Regions from separate parts of the Ovis aries genome. Here region 1 is linked to region 2. The links are chromatin contacts, called in public Hi-C maps. All regions are on one chromosome and are shown on one strand. The core of a region is the stretch at or near the end of the contact, and the rest is flanking DNA. Distances in the headings are between cores, read along the strand shown. Region 1 overlaps ACTR2 (actin related protein 2). Region 2 holds the start of SPRED2 (sprouty related EVH1 domain containing 2).

Region 1 (6,214 bases), core at 3,355-5,854, 170 kb after region 2:
CAACTTTTATTCTATAGCTAAAGTTACTGCAATATGGTGGGGTTAAAAAGCCCGTAATTTGGCCTTTACAAAGTACTTAACACTTTCCCAGGTCCTTCTCCCACCTCCACTTACCTTGGATGTAGCATTTTCAATTTTCTGATAGTTCAAGAAATTTTAACTGGAGGAAAAAAGTGATCCTACAAATACCCCATGTACTGTGGGTCGTTGGACAAGTCCAAGGTTAGACAGCATGTTAAATATTGAGATAAAATCAATCCTTGAATTTCTGGTTCACTTTTAGTTGGGTACCCTCCGTTCTAAAATCAGCAGTAATCACCACACTCAGTTGTACAAAGTTTGCAGTCAAAGTTTGTGTGTGGAAAAAAAAATGTGAAGAGCACCAAGACATTCATTGTATCCACAAAGATACCTAATACAGGGCCTGAGATTTTCTTCCTCTGTTAGAAGGGGAGAGAGGTCACATGACAATTTAGGTGACCAGGAAGAGACTGCATATGAGACACCAGAGGACGTCCTGGGAATTCTGGCAGCGAAGGGGAGCCATGAGATTCTAGCATTCAAGTTCATGGAGAAGGAGAAACAAAAATACCTGCATCTACGCCTCAAAGGCTAGTATAAAAGAAAGAAAGAGTTGGCTTAATAAATTTTCATCTGTCTTTAGCTGTTTTGTTAAAAATAACATGCCTAAAAGTCTGCAGATGTGAGCTAAAATGTCCTTGAGAAGAGGCATGTTCATATAGGTCTCTCAAGCATTTCTAACACTGACAAAGCCTCCTTAAATCTTCCAGGAGACAAAATAGTCTCCTAGAGGGAAAAATGTCTCTAATAGAGCCTTAGCTATGACTTGCTCTTATTCTATTTTTTTCTTATGTACTTAAAATCATTTCAGAAATAAAGAACATACCAAAAGGTAAGTTCTTTTTTGTCAAATAATTTGACAGTGAACTGAACTTGGCTTAACAACTAGCATAAAGTTGTCAATCTGTCCTGTGTTAGCAAAAATGAAGATTTGAATAAAAATAAGAAAATGAAACCAAAGAGAAATACTATCGAGAGGAAAAACAAAGAAAAAATTCGAATGTACTTTGAAAAATCTGATTTTTTCCTGCAATCAAAAAGAAGTGCATGTATGTTAAAATCAGGATGTTTGACTTTCCATTGATCTCTCAAAATACTTTCCAGATATTGTTGACAGTGCTCAGAACTGTGTAAAAGCTAACATCCAATACCATTTTAAGGAAAAAAGTTCAAATGTAGGACTTATTTCTAAGAAACCCTTCTCGAAGGTCAAGGCATTGGCAATTCTAATTTTAAAAGAAAAGAATTTTAAACATCATTGGGAATTTAAGTGACAATGGTTTTCAAGAGCTATAAATCATATCTCTTTTAAAACAGAAAACATTTTCACTTCTGAAGGGCTCGTACCTGACAACTCCAATTAATGATATTTCCCCACCCTACCCTCAAATCACTATACTAAATGCATTATTTCACCTTAGAATAGGAAAATTTGAAAATGTAATTAAAAAGTTATACTCTCTATATATTAATACATTTTAATGGTCATGTTTGATAGCAAAATTACAAAATTAAAACCAAATTCTACATTCAAGGGACAAATGTCTTCATTGTTTTATTTAAGAGTCTATTCCATTCTTTGTTGCTTTCTATCTCCATATTTTAAAATCATGATCAAAGGTCAGGAGTCAATCCATTTACCTGAAATGAACAACTGGTAGATACTAGTTCTGCATTTATGTCCTTTAACAACTCAGTATTCAAAAGTCTAGGGGGATTGGTAAGTACATAATTTAGGGACATATTAGAATTCCAAAGTAACTGTGACACCCATGTCCCTAAAATCTTACAGACATTATTCATAGGCTTATTCATGTGTACTGAAGCATGTCCAGCATGCAGGCAAACTTCTTTTATTTGTTCAAACTGAGGTAAAAGAGACAAAAAATACATAATATTAACAGAAGTGATACAATCTCTTATTACTTTATTTTTCAATTTAGAAGGAATTCAAGTCTGGGTACTATTTGATATTTTTTTCAGATACCAAGCAATACCGACAGGACTCATAAATATGCTTTTCTGACAGGAAAGTCTGCTAACATTTACAAAATACCAACTTTTCTTTCAAGCCTAAGATGGCTAAGATTTAGTAGTTATGATTAGTTTTTTCAGTACAAATACATATCTAAATCTTGATTTTTGGGGGGGCCAACATTTTAAATAGTCATATTTTACTCCACTTTCAGGTTTTAAATCAAAACATACCAACAACAAAAGAAAATTAGTGAAAATTACCCAACTGGCAGGAAGTCCCATATTTCAATGTTATTTTTAACCCAATAATTATAACCTACTGCCAGTAATTATTTATATGTATCTACTTGTTTTTATTAAATAAGCACTGGTCGGTTATATAAAAGAATTTTTTAAGAATGGTACTTGGCACTGGGTTACCTTAATGCTTCTGGTATAAACAGAAGCACTTAGAAAAAATACCAGCTCTTAAGCACTTTTTGTCTGAAATTTGAATTTCCAAAAGCATTTTTTCAATGTTACTTTTCCACTGATAGATTCTAGGGAGTCTAATCCCAGCTGACATGGTTAATTTTAAAAAACAAATAAAAAATCCCCAAACCACATAATAACGGGACACTACACCTGCTTTTTACATCAGATAGAAACAGTTCCAGGCAGACCAAAAGTAGAAGAAAACCCGCCAAATCAAAGTATTGTAAATAAAGTTCATCTCCCGTACCCTAGAGCAGAAAAGCTCAAAAATCAAAAAATGAATATCAAAAGACTACCCCTGTCCTCCACACAAAAACCCACCCAAACAGTTTAGTTCTGAGCCTACCATTTCCCTAAAATGTTAATACCAGAAGCTTTAAGGTACTTAAAGCTGCAGCAGTAACTGTAGAAAGCACCACACTACAGAGGAAACTCCACAGAGGGTTCCGCAGCCGCCCACCCAGTCCTGACCACCCCCACCCCAGTAATATGTAAAAGCTCCTGTTGAAGTTTTTTTCTTATGCTAATAAAGGCATACCACCTAGTGTGCTAAAGACTAAAACTAGCAGCATTAGAGCAGTAAAGTGAAAATAGGAAGCCTACAGGAATGATCTAAATGCCTACCGAGGAAACAAAGCAGCAGAGAGAGGACCCTTGCCCTCTCCTGTGTTCGCAGGGAAGTGGCAGAATTAAACAGTCAGAGTCACCCACACTAACCCAAATTTAACACAGCTTCCACAAGACACCAGAATAAAACCTGACCTTTCCAGTCAGAGGGCACAGACAGACAGGCCTCTTCCAGGTCCTGGAGCTGAATGAGTTCAAAGACTGGCAGTAATGGAAAAAAAGAAAGCACATTAGGGCGTGATGGGAACCAGCTTCACAGTTTATCGAACCGTCACCCCGAGTTTCTCCAGCACACGAACACCCTTTTCTTGGTATTCCTGTCGGGTCATCCAGAAGTTGTCTTTGTCCTTCATGATGTCTGCTAGAACTGCACCTCCTAGGAAAACCATGTGCTTCCTGCGGGGCGGGTCTTCAATGCGGATCTTGAATTTCTAACGAAAGAGGAGACAGAAAAATGTCACACGTGCATGGTGTTTTCTATCTTAAGAAAATGACTTTTTCTTAAATTCTCATAAAGGTCCTATGATGTATACATGTGTAGGAGAGACCCAACTCACAGTCAGGAGATCGCAAATCCATCCCAGTGTGTTTAGAACACTCCCTGCTTACACCTGTGGCCCCATCGTTAACTGCACCCCTCATCACTCTCAAAACCATCCTGATATGAACAATGAATTCCACGGTCACCCTACTAAAAGCCCAAGTACTGGAGCACTGCCTGTGACAGGTGTCTCACTGACCGGCAGATCATCCAGCCAGCTATCAAGTGAAGAGTTGGGATAAGAAGACTTGTACTTTCTTCAAGGTCTCATGCCCTTATGATTGTAGTCCCAGGCAACAAAGTAAGATTTAAGTTCTTATAAGCAAAGCTCACTTTCTATTGTCTCAAATTCAAACGAATGTTCGAATAAACAAGGCCAAATATGGTCAAGATAAATTATGATGTTGGAAAAAATGAACACAGTAAACAAAATTAAAGACAAGCGGGAAAAGCTTTGCACTCTGTAGCCACTCTCAGCTGTCTAACAAGGAGAGACCTCCTTCTGTATGGTAAGTCAACACATGAAAGAGAAACCTTAAAATGAAGTAGCAGTTTTATTTACAAAGTCACAAATCGTTCAAAAAAACTCGAAATAACTATGTCATCTTAACTGTCTTTATGTCACATACGTGAACTGTACGATCTATCATAATATATGACATAGAAAAACACCTGTTTACTGATTAATTCTGAGGCTAACCTATTGTTCTAACTGCTCTAGTTACTTTTTTACTCCTAGGCAGGGGCCAGCAAACTTCTTCTACAGGGATCAGAGGGAAAATACTCGAAGCTCTGCGGGGTCTACTGTGGCAACAGCTAAAGGCAGCCAGAGACTGTGTGACAACAGGTGGCACACTAGGCGACAAGAGTCCGCTTGGCCACGTTCCCAAAAGCTTCCTTTATCAAACAGCCAGGTCTGGCCTGGGGCTGTGTTCTGGCCACCCTGCTCCTGGGGAAACCTGGCTAGCCCTTGAGGACACCGCTGCCCCTGCAGCTTTTGCAACGGGCTGCTGTTTCTCACTACTGACATTCCAGAGACCCTCAGAAACTCGCCCTTCTGGGCCATTCCAGCCACCACTCTCTGGGTCCATGGTGTCTACAGAGCCCCATGAGGAGGATTTCTCCTCAGACCTGCTCGGTGGCACATGTGAGTACTCTCTCCACCACGTCCTGACACCATCCTCAGTGACCCTGCCCGTCTCTGCCTTGCTTGGCAGACTCCCATTTCAGCTGATCAACTCTTTCTTCTGCCCCTGCCCCCAAGCAACTGAGCGCAGGATGAGAAAAACTCAACATCCACTTTAAACTTTACCTCAACTGAGCCCCTCAGAGATGCTCAGCAACCCCACGACATTTCTCTTCTCTCTTCCACCCTCTAAGACACCACTTCACACCTCCTCATTTATTTCACAAACATCTACCAGCTTCCTCCCTCCTCTGAGAGCCTCCTAACCCATACTGTGACGGTCACATTTCTTCCTCCCTTTCCTCAAGCATGTACTCACCTCATCAGACTTAATGATCCTTTAAACAAATCAGATACTACTTTCTCTGCTCAAGATCCTCCCAAGACTTTCTATCTCAATAGAAGGAAAGCCAAAATCTTTACCATGGCTGAACAAGACTTGCGTCCTGACTACCTTCCTCTTTTTGGGGTCTACCATGTGGCATGTGGGATTAGTTCCCCACCAGGGATAGAACCCATACCCTCTGCAGTGCAAGTGTGAAGTCTTAACTACTGGATCGCCAGGGAAGTCCCCTGACTGCCTTTCTGCACTCACCTCCTAGTCCCCTCCCTTGCTTACTCTGTCCAGCCATTCCTACACACTCCCCATAACTCAGGACTGTTACCACTGCCTGGAAGATTCTTCTCCCCAGAGTCAGGCTCCTCATTCCCTTCAGCCTTTGTTCAAAAGTTATCTCATTGGGCCCCTTCTCTGACACACCATCTCCCCAAATCACTACCACTTTCAAGCCTCTAACCTGACTTTTCCTCATAGTGCTTATTGCTACCCAAAGTATTATTTACAGACTAAAAGCAGATATTTTTAGTTTTGTTCACCACTGTTTTGCCTAGACAAGTGTTTGGCAGATAGAAGGAGTTCAAGAAGTATTTGCTAAATAATCATCTAAGACTGACTTTAAATTATATGTATAACTCAATAAAACCACACAGATGAGTGAAGTACTTCGACAACATGCCTCCTTTAAGTCTTTTAATCTGTTTAATATATGAGTCCATATAGAATTTAATTTCAATAATTTGAGTTACAAATGAAAGATGTAATATAGTGTGTCTCCAAATATAAAGCCCTCTGTATGATGTAATCTCATTATCTAAAACAACTGATCAAAGTTGGCAAGATGAACTGCAGAGATTTTTTTTAAACAAAATTAAAATGTTTTATTTTATGCTGCTTTTCTTTTTTTTAATTTACATTTACTTATTTTAACTGGAGGCTAATTACTTTATAATATTGTAGTAGTTTTGCCTTACATTGACATGAATCCACC
Region 2 (6,579 bases), core at 1,331-3,830:
TTCCCTGCTTAAAATGTCTTATGTAACTTATATATGCTGCTCCATAAGTTTGGGGTACAAACATTATTCCATTTGGGGAGTTTTCCAGTATATCACTTGAACCTCAGCTGCCCTGTTGGCAGAGATCTTGGGTTGAGTTCCCCAGAAACAGAGCCTGGGCTGGGGATAAGCGTTGTTGTTTTAGAGGCCTCATTGCCTCCCTGCCACTGGGCTCTGACTGAGCTCACTCTAATCCATTTTATTATTTGGCCTAATTTATAATAGTCTTGGAGTAGGAGATTGAAGATTGGTATCTTCCCTTCCGAGAGGCCAGGAGATCCTCATGTAAATCGCTGTGTACTTATTGCCAAGCTCGGCCTACTTTGGGTCTCAGAGTGGGGCCTTGATGCAGTCATAAAGGATTCTTTTATGTCAGAGTAAAAAACTCAAATGCCTAGGGGAGCCAGAAGCCTGACAGACAGGCCAGCCACCATTCACCAAGAGTCAACTGTTACCAAACAAGAATTTGGCACTCACAGTTCCTGCATCTTTGGAGTATTTTTTAAGAGGAGCCAAAAATCTTGATTTTTATGTGAAATGGTCTGATTTTAAACTGTTAGACTCTGGTTTGTTTTTTTTTTAAGGTATGCATAAACAGAATTTATCTGGAGCCTTATCTGATCGTGGGGCTATCAGTTTCCAAACCCCCAGACAATGGATGCCCAATGACTCTATGTTTGTGCAACCAAGGGCCCACTGCAAAGAGCTGGGACTGGACAAAGCTCAGCTGTGAACCTGCTACAAAAGATTCCAAGACTTCATGATCGTCTAGCCTCCTTTAGCATGACCTCTGTTGCCTCCCAGACCCACCCTTCTCAGCCTGTTGCCCTGGCTCCCCACCCTGTCACACCTTGGGGCTTCTAGGTTCACTGGGTTGTCAGTTATCTACACCAGCTCACCTTCCTTCAGGATGTGGCTAAGACACCCCTTCTCCTGGGGAGCCTTCCTTTCCCTGACCTCTGCTTTCTCTCCTGCTTACCTCATGTTTTAGAGGCATTAGCCATTGCCCTAATGTTTTCTGTATAGACTGTTGCCTCACCCGACAGAAAACCCTGGAAGGCAGGACCCTGGGTTCATGGTCCCCTGTAATCCCAAAGCGTCACAAAGGACCTGGCAGTTTAAACCCAGGTTGGAGCAATGAGCCTCTGGTTTGAAAAATAATGACCAGGCCACTGCCTTTCACTTACCAGAAACGCATTGGTGAAGAACCAGTCATTTATTTTGAGAAAATAAGTCGAAACTTGGTGTTGAAGAGAAAAGATTAAAAAGAAAAAAAAAACAAAAACCCTCTGCACACTATCATTTTTAAAACAACCATGTATTTGTGAAATACAGTTGGGAGGAATAAGTTTTTGTACTTCATCTTTGGACATAGCAGAAGCTTCTAAGAAACAAGAGAGTGACTAAACTGACCCGTGGCACTGCTATTCTTCCAGACCTCAGGGGTCCCCAGGGCTTTTACAGTCAGGGATGTCTGCTGCCTCCGAGAAAGGGAACCAGCTCCTCTGACTGAAGCAGCACTTCTCTGAGGCCGAAGGCGAGTGAGCAGCCACGGCCGAAAAGACCCTTTGCATAATCTACCTTACAATGAGGCTGGAGAGTTGTAAACTGAAACTCCAGAGGCAAACCATCAGCGGTTACGTTTTCTCGATGAGACGGTGGCCCAGCCCTGTCAATCATTTCTTCTTGCTTTCTCTCCCTCCGGGACAGAACACACATACACCCGAGGCTCGGTGGACCGCTGCCTTGACTCTGAGTCTCTCTCCTACACACACACACACACACACACACACACACACACACACACACACACACACGAGGTTCGGTGGACCGCTGCCTTGACTTAGTCTCTCCCCTACCTGAAGTGAGCCATCAGGAAGCAGCGAGGTTTCATTCATAATACATGAACTCAAGGGAGCAGGGAAGCAGGAATGAGAGCCTTTCATCTCTGCTATTTAAAATCCCAGCCTTGCAGCTGAAAGGGAAAATGACCCGGGAGTGAATGCATCGGGGATGAAGTAGTCATGATAACGGGACCAGCGAGCTCGTCAGCGGCCCGCCCGTCGGCTATTTATACCGCGCCGATTATGCAATCGGGCTCCAGCCATTCATGCCGGGACTGGGACACCGCGCCCCGCAGGGGCATCGTTCCCGGACGCCGGGTCAGTTTCTAAGTTTGCATCATCCCCTTCTTTTCGAGAGAGCTTGGGTTTCCATTCCGGCCGGCGGGTCTGGTGCGGGGGAGGGCGGAGCAGCCGGGCTGCACATTCGTTTGGCACACCCCGGCACACACGACTGCTTGTTTAAACAAAAAAATTAAGGCACCCGAGAGCCCTGGGCGCGGCCAAGCTGCGCGCAAGGCTGGGCTCCTGGCAGACCGGAAGGAACTGATAAAGCTGGCGCTAATGATACCCGCTCCCTCCCGGGTCGGAAGTGCCCTCCGAGCGCCGGTCATTGAGAAATACCGAAGGGGCAGGATGAGGGTGAGATGAGGACAGGCGGGGCGCAGCTGCGCACGCCTCGCGGGGCGGGGAGCGGGGGGGCGCTGCGGCAGTGGGGGGGCTCCTGAGGGCCGCGGTCGCGCGGCGCAAACCACCTTAGGGCACAGTGGAGTCCTCCCCCAACCACCCCCTACCCTGCAACCCCCCTAACCCTGGGGGAGGGCGAGGAGAGTCACTATCACCAGCCCACTCCCGAGAGATTTACACCAGCGCCCAGTCGGACCCCGACGGGCGAAAAGTGGGAGGACGCAGAAAGGGGGCGAAGGACAAGAGAGAGCGGATTGTGGAGGAGAAAATGTCCGCTTCCCCCGCGCCCGTGCGGGGCGGGAGCCGAGGACGTCCGATTGAAACTAGCACTGCGGGTCTACTGAGCATGCCCGTCCCGAGCCCGCCGAGGGTCGCTTGGGTTCCGGGCTTTACCGGCGGCCAGCCGGGAGGATTCGGGAGGGGGTGCCCCCTTGCCCCGGACTCGGGTTCGGAGGCGAGTAGGTGGGGGTCCTACGGGAGACTCCGCTGGGTTACCCTGAAGTTGTGAGCAGATCGACATTACTTTTGACACACTGTACGAGACACCCTTGGCTTGCCTGCCCCTTGTTTTGCTGTTTGTTGGGGCGAGACACGGATGGGGGTATTTAGCTCTTTTCAGCAATGTCATTAAAACCCTGAATCCGTGATATCCCCAATTCTGGTAACTATCCAGAAGGCTTTGATAACACCCTGGTATTCTGATCAATAAACATCTGAGTTATTCACTCAATACCGCCATTTATTCTCGGAGCTGCCAGTCATAGTTAGCGATTGATGCGGGAGGGGTGACCTGCTTGGGACATTTTCATCAAAAAGATTCCTTTTGCGTAATGAACAAGGCAAAAATTGGAAGGTTTTCTTTAGAGGAACATAAAGGACCAGGAGTGAAAGGGAGAGCATTTGATAATCCACTGGCTAAAGGGAAGAAAGTGTTGCCGTTAATCTCGTATTTGCAGTGTGCTTAACACAGTGCCTTCATTTTATAGCCATTTAATCCTCCAACAACTCTATGTTGTGGATATTACCTTGTTACTACAGGATAGTGTGAGGCTCAGAGAACTTAAGGACCTGCTGGAGTTTGGCAGCAGAACATCCAAGTTGGGACTTGGTGACTCTTGGACCTTGGAATGTTTTCTTTTGCTCCTGGGTTGGGCCAGTCATTCACTGTTATTAGAAGGGAGATGGATGAATGAGCTGTAATGACACAGATTTAGCTTGCCTACCTGCAGAAAATAATCATCTCACCTGTAACCTTGCCATTTGAGTACTCTGAACTAGAGGGTGACGCCCATTGGGTGGATATTTCTGACAAGACAAATGTCCACATTCCTGGAAGTTCAGGAATGACTGAATAGGACTTCTTTCAAACATTGCTGAGAAAAGCAACAAATGGGCAAAGGTGAGAACTGAGTAGATGCCTTCACCTCATGGGGATTTAGATGCCACTGAGGTCTTGCTTTGTTCAGTGCTTTCTCATAGACCCTCAGTGGTCTCAAAGACTGAGAAAGACAAGTGTGGCCTTGGTATCCTTATTTTATAAAGAAACTGAAGAATTGCTAAAAGCCTCACTCAGGGTCTCGGGGCTGCTAGGAAGAAACCAGAACCTAGGTGTTCCTCCCCTGTCTAGTGCCCTTTTTACCACCACATACCAGCACTTAGCATGGAGTGGTTGCTTGGGTTTAACCCCAATCTGTGTCCACAAAGATCATGGTTAAGATTAAACACAAAGCCTAGGGTAAACCACTAGTTTTCCCTTGACTCAAGGTGAAAACTCTTAACTTTCTTCAGAGTACTGTGACTCTCCAAATGCATACATATACCCTTTACCTATGCAATATTTGAGGCATATATTTAGTCTTCTCTAAATTGGTTCAGTGATTGCCATTAAGTTAAAAATTTTTGTGTAGTGTCTTGGGACATTCAGGAGAATATAAAAGTGCTTGGAGAGCAGGAAGGAACAGAGACTATATCTCTTGCTCCCTAGCAAGACCCCAGAAGGAAATATTCACTGGCTATGGAATTTCTGGGACCCCTGCAAAGTAGCAATGTGAAGCCCCTAGTTTAAACACCATAAAGAATTTCAAAACTGCAACAGCAGAGCATCAAGCCAAGCAAAGATCCTGGCACAGGTTGCTTGCCCTTTGCTTAGACAGTGCTGTGTTAAAAAGTACGGGCCTATCCTGGCGCACGGTCCCAGGCCAGGTTAGGAAAATAATTTAAAAACAAAGGGGAGATAGAGCGGGAGCAGGGGTCCCCACCTCACTGTGCCAAAGCCCATGGGGCTGGCAACCTCTGGGCCAGAAACTGGCATTCAAGGGCCTAGGACAAGGACCATCCTCCACCAACCCGAGATTTACCTAGTAATTTAGAAACATATTTGGGTTTGCATTTTAACCTGGGAAAGTCCTTCGTTTCTACTGGAATGCAAACGCTCCTGGCTTGTTGGATTTTTTTTTTTTTTCAATGTACAAATAATGATTCCTTAAAAACGCCCAAGCCCCTACCAAGAAAAGAGATCCTGAGATTCAGGTGAAACTGAAAAGCCTCTGCCGTTCAGAATCTTGGCAAATGCACCTGTTCCGCTTCCACCCTCCCGACCCAAGGCGGGGTTAGTTGTTCTTCCGAGGGCCAGCAACACTCCAGCCTCCCCCAGAGCTCCCTGTCTTCCCCCTCCTCCTCTTCCCTCCGATTTTTAATCCAGGGGTTTGGGAAGAGGGAGGGAACCAACCCGAGGCCAGATGTGTGCGAGTCCCCCGCTGCCACCTCCTCCCTCCTCTCGGGCATCTTAAAACCCGGAGCGCTAAGGCGGGAGGATCCGGAGTTAAACGCGGCGCAAACAACTCCGCTCCGGGGCTCCTCAGGGAGTGGAAGCCGGGAGGGACTTGGGGGGGCGGGGGAGGGAGGGAAGGAAGTCGGGCATGCTCAGTAGGCCGGACAAAGTTTTTTTTTTTTTTTTTTTCCTCCTCTTTTTTTTTTTTCGGTCGCAAGTAGGAAGCTTTTTGCACTCCACCACCTCTGGCCGCTGGGAAGACGTCATCGCTTCCGCCCCACTTCCTCCTCCTGTTGGCGGTGGTGAGAATCCAATATGGAGTAAATCGGTAGAGTCGAGAGATGGGGCTCGGACTGGGCGCCCTGCACCGCCTTCCGGGCGCACCTCCCCTGGCCGCCGAGCGCTCCCCGGAACCGTGATTGGCCCGGCCCCCCGGGGGCAACCCCGGGCCGAGCCCCCGCCCGCGGCCGGCCCTCTTCCCCTGCTCTCGGCAGTCCCCGCCGCTCCACCGCGCGCTTGTTTTTCTCCTCCTCTCCCCTACCTCCGTCCCCTGCCCAAATCTCTCCGCTCCGCCCGCTCCCGAGCCCTCGGAGCCCCCGCCCGCTTTTGCCCCTCGGCCCTGCGGCGCTCACTCCCCGCGAAGCTTGCCTGTGCACCCCTTCTCCAGACCTCACCCCACGCTCCGGTCGCCCTGCTTCCCTTTCTGCCTTCTGCGGCGCCCCCTTCATCTCTAGCAGCTCCCCCCAACCAAATCAGGCGATCTCCGGAGATGTGAAGAAGGGGGCGGGGGGGGGGAGGATGAGCGGACAGGAAGATGAAGGGAGCAAAGCTGCCCGCCGCGGGACAGGCGTCTAGGTGAACAGGAAAATGACCGAAGAAACACACCCGGACGAGTAAGTTTGGCCACGGGGTGGGACGAGGGTGCCCCGCGAGGGCAGCGTGGGGGCCGGGGCTGAGGACGCGGGCGGGGACGCTGTTTGGGTGAACTTGGCTTGGGGTGCAGCGACTTGCTGGTCTATGGGGTGTGGGACACGAGATTTCCCCCCTTGTTGATGAAGTGAGGAGGGGGCGAAAACTGCTGCAGGCTGGAGGGGGCGCGCGTTGGGTCGGCGGGCTGGTGGCCGCTGCGGGGGCCAAGGGCGCGCGGGTGACCTCCGGGCGGTCCCCGATCCCTCTCTGGAGACTCAAATCACCCCTCCTCTCGAGATCCTCCGCGGCGGGAGCGGAACACCTGACACCCCC

What was found. A called contact is a pair of places that touch in the nucleus more often than the background predicts.
Region 1: a Hi-C map of liver shows a contact between it and region 2, with 3 times the contacts expected there. The contact joins two enhancer-like sites. A contact is called at or near these places in 4 of 16 Hi-C or Micro-C datasets (hypothalamus, liver, skin fibroblasts and 1 more).

The regions. Positions count from the first base shown.
Region 1 is chr3:43,086,242-43,092,455 of ARS-UI_Ramb_v3.0, forward strand. It overlaps ACTR2 (actin related protein 2), which reads right to left. Exons shown (of 9, transcript XM_015094304.4): 9 at 1,919-3,590. The coding sequence ends at 3,420. Among named protein-coding and RNA genes, the nearest start is that of ACTR2, 37 kb to the right of the region's middle. Within about 2 kb of position 4,605, at least 3 of the 54 cell types and tissues checked have an H3K27ac peak or open chromatin away from gene starts, as enhancers often do. A contact at or near this core is called in liver, where this site is marked.
Region 2 is chr3:42,918,226-42,924,804 of ARS-UI_Ramb_v3.0, forward strand. It overlaps SPRED2 (sprouty related EVH1 domain containing 2), which reads left to right and starts at 5,628. Exons shown (of 7, transcript XM_042245981.2): 1 at 5,628-6,230. Within about 2 kb of position 2,581, at least 39 of the 54 cell types and tissues checked have an H3K27ac peak or open chromatin away from gene starts, as enhancers often do. A contact at or near this core is called in liver, where this site is marked.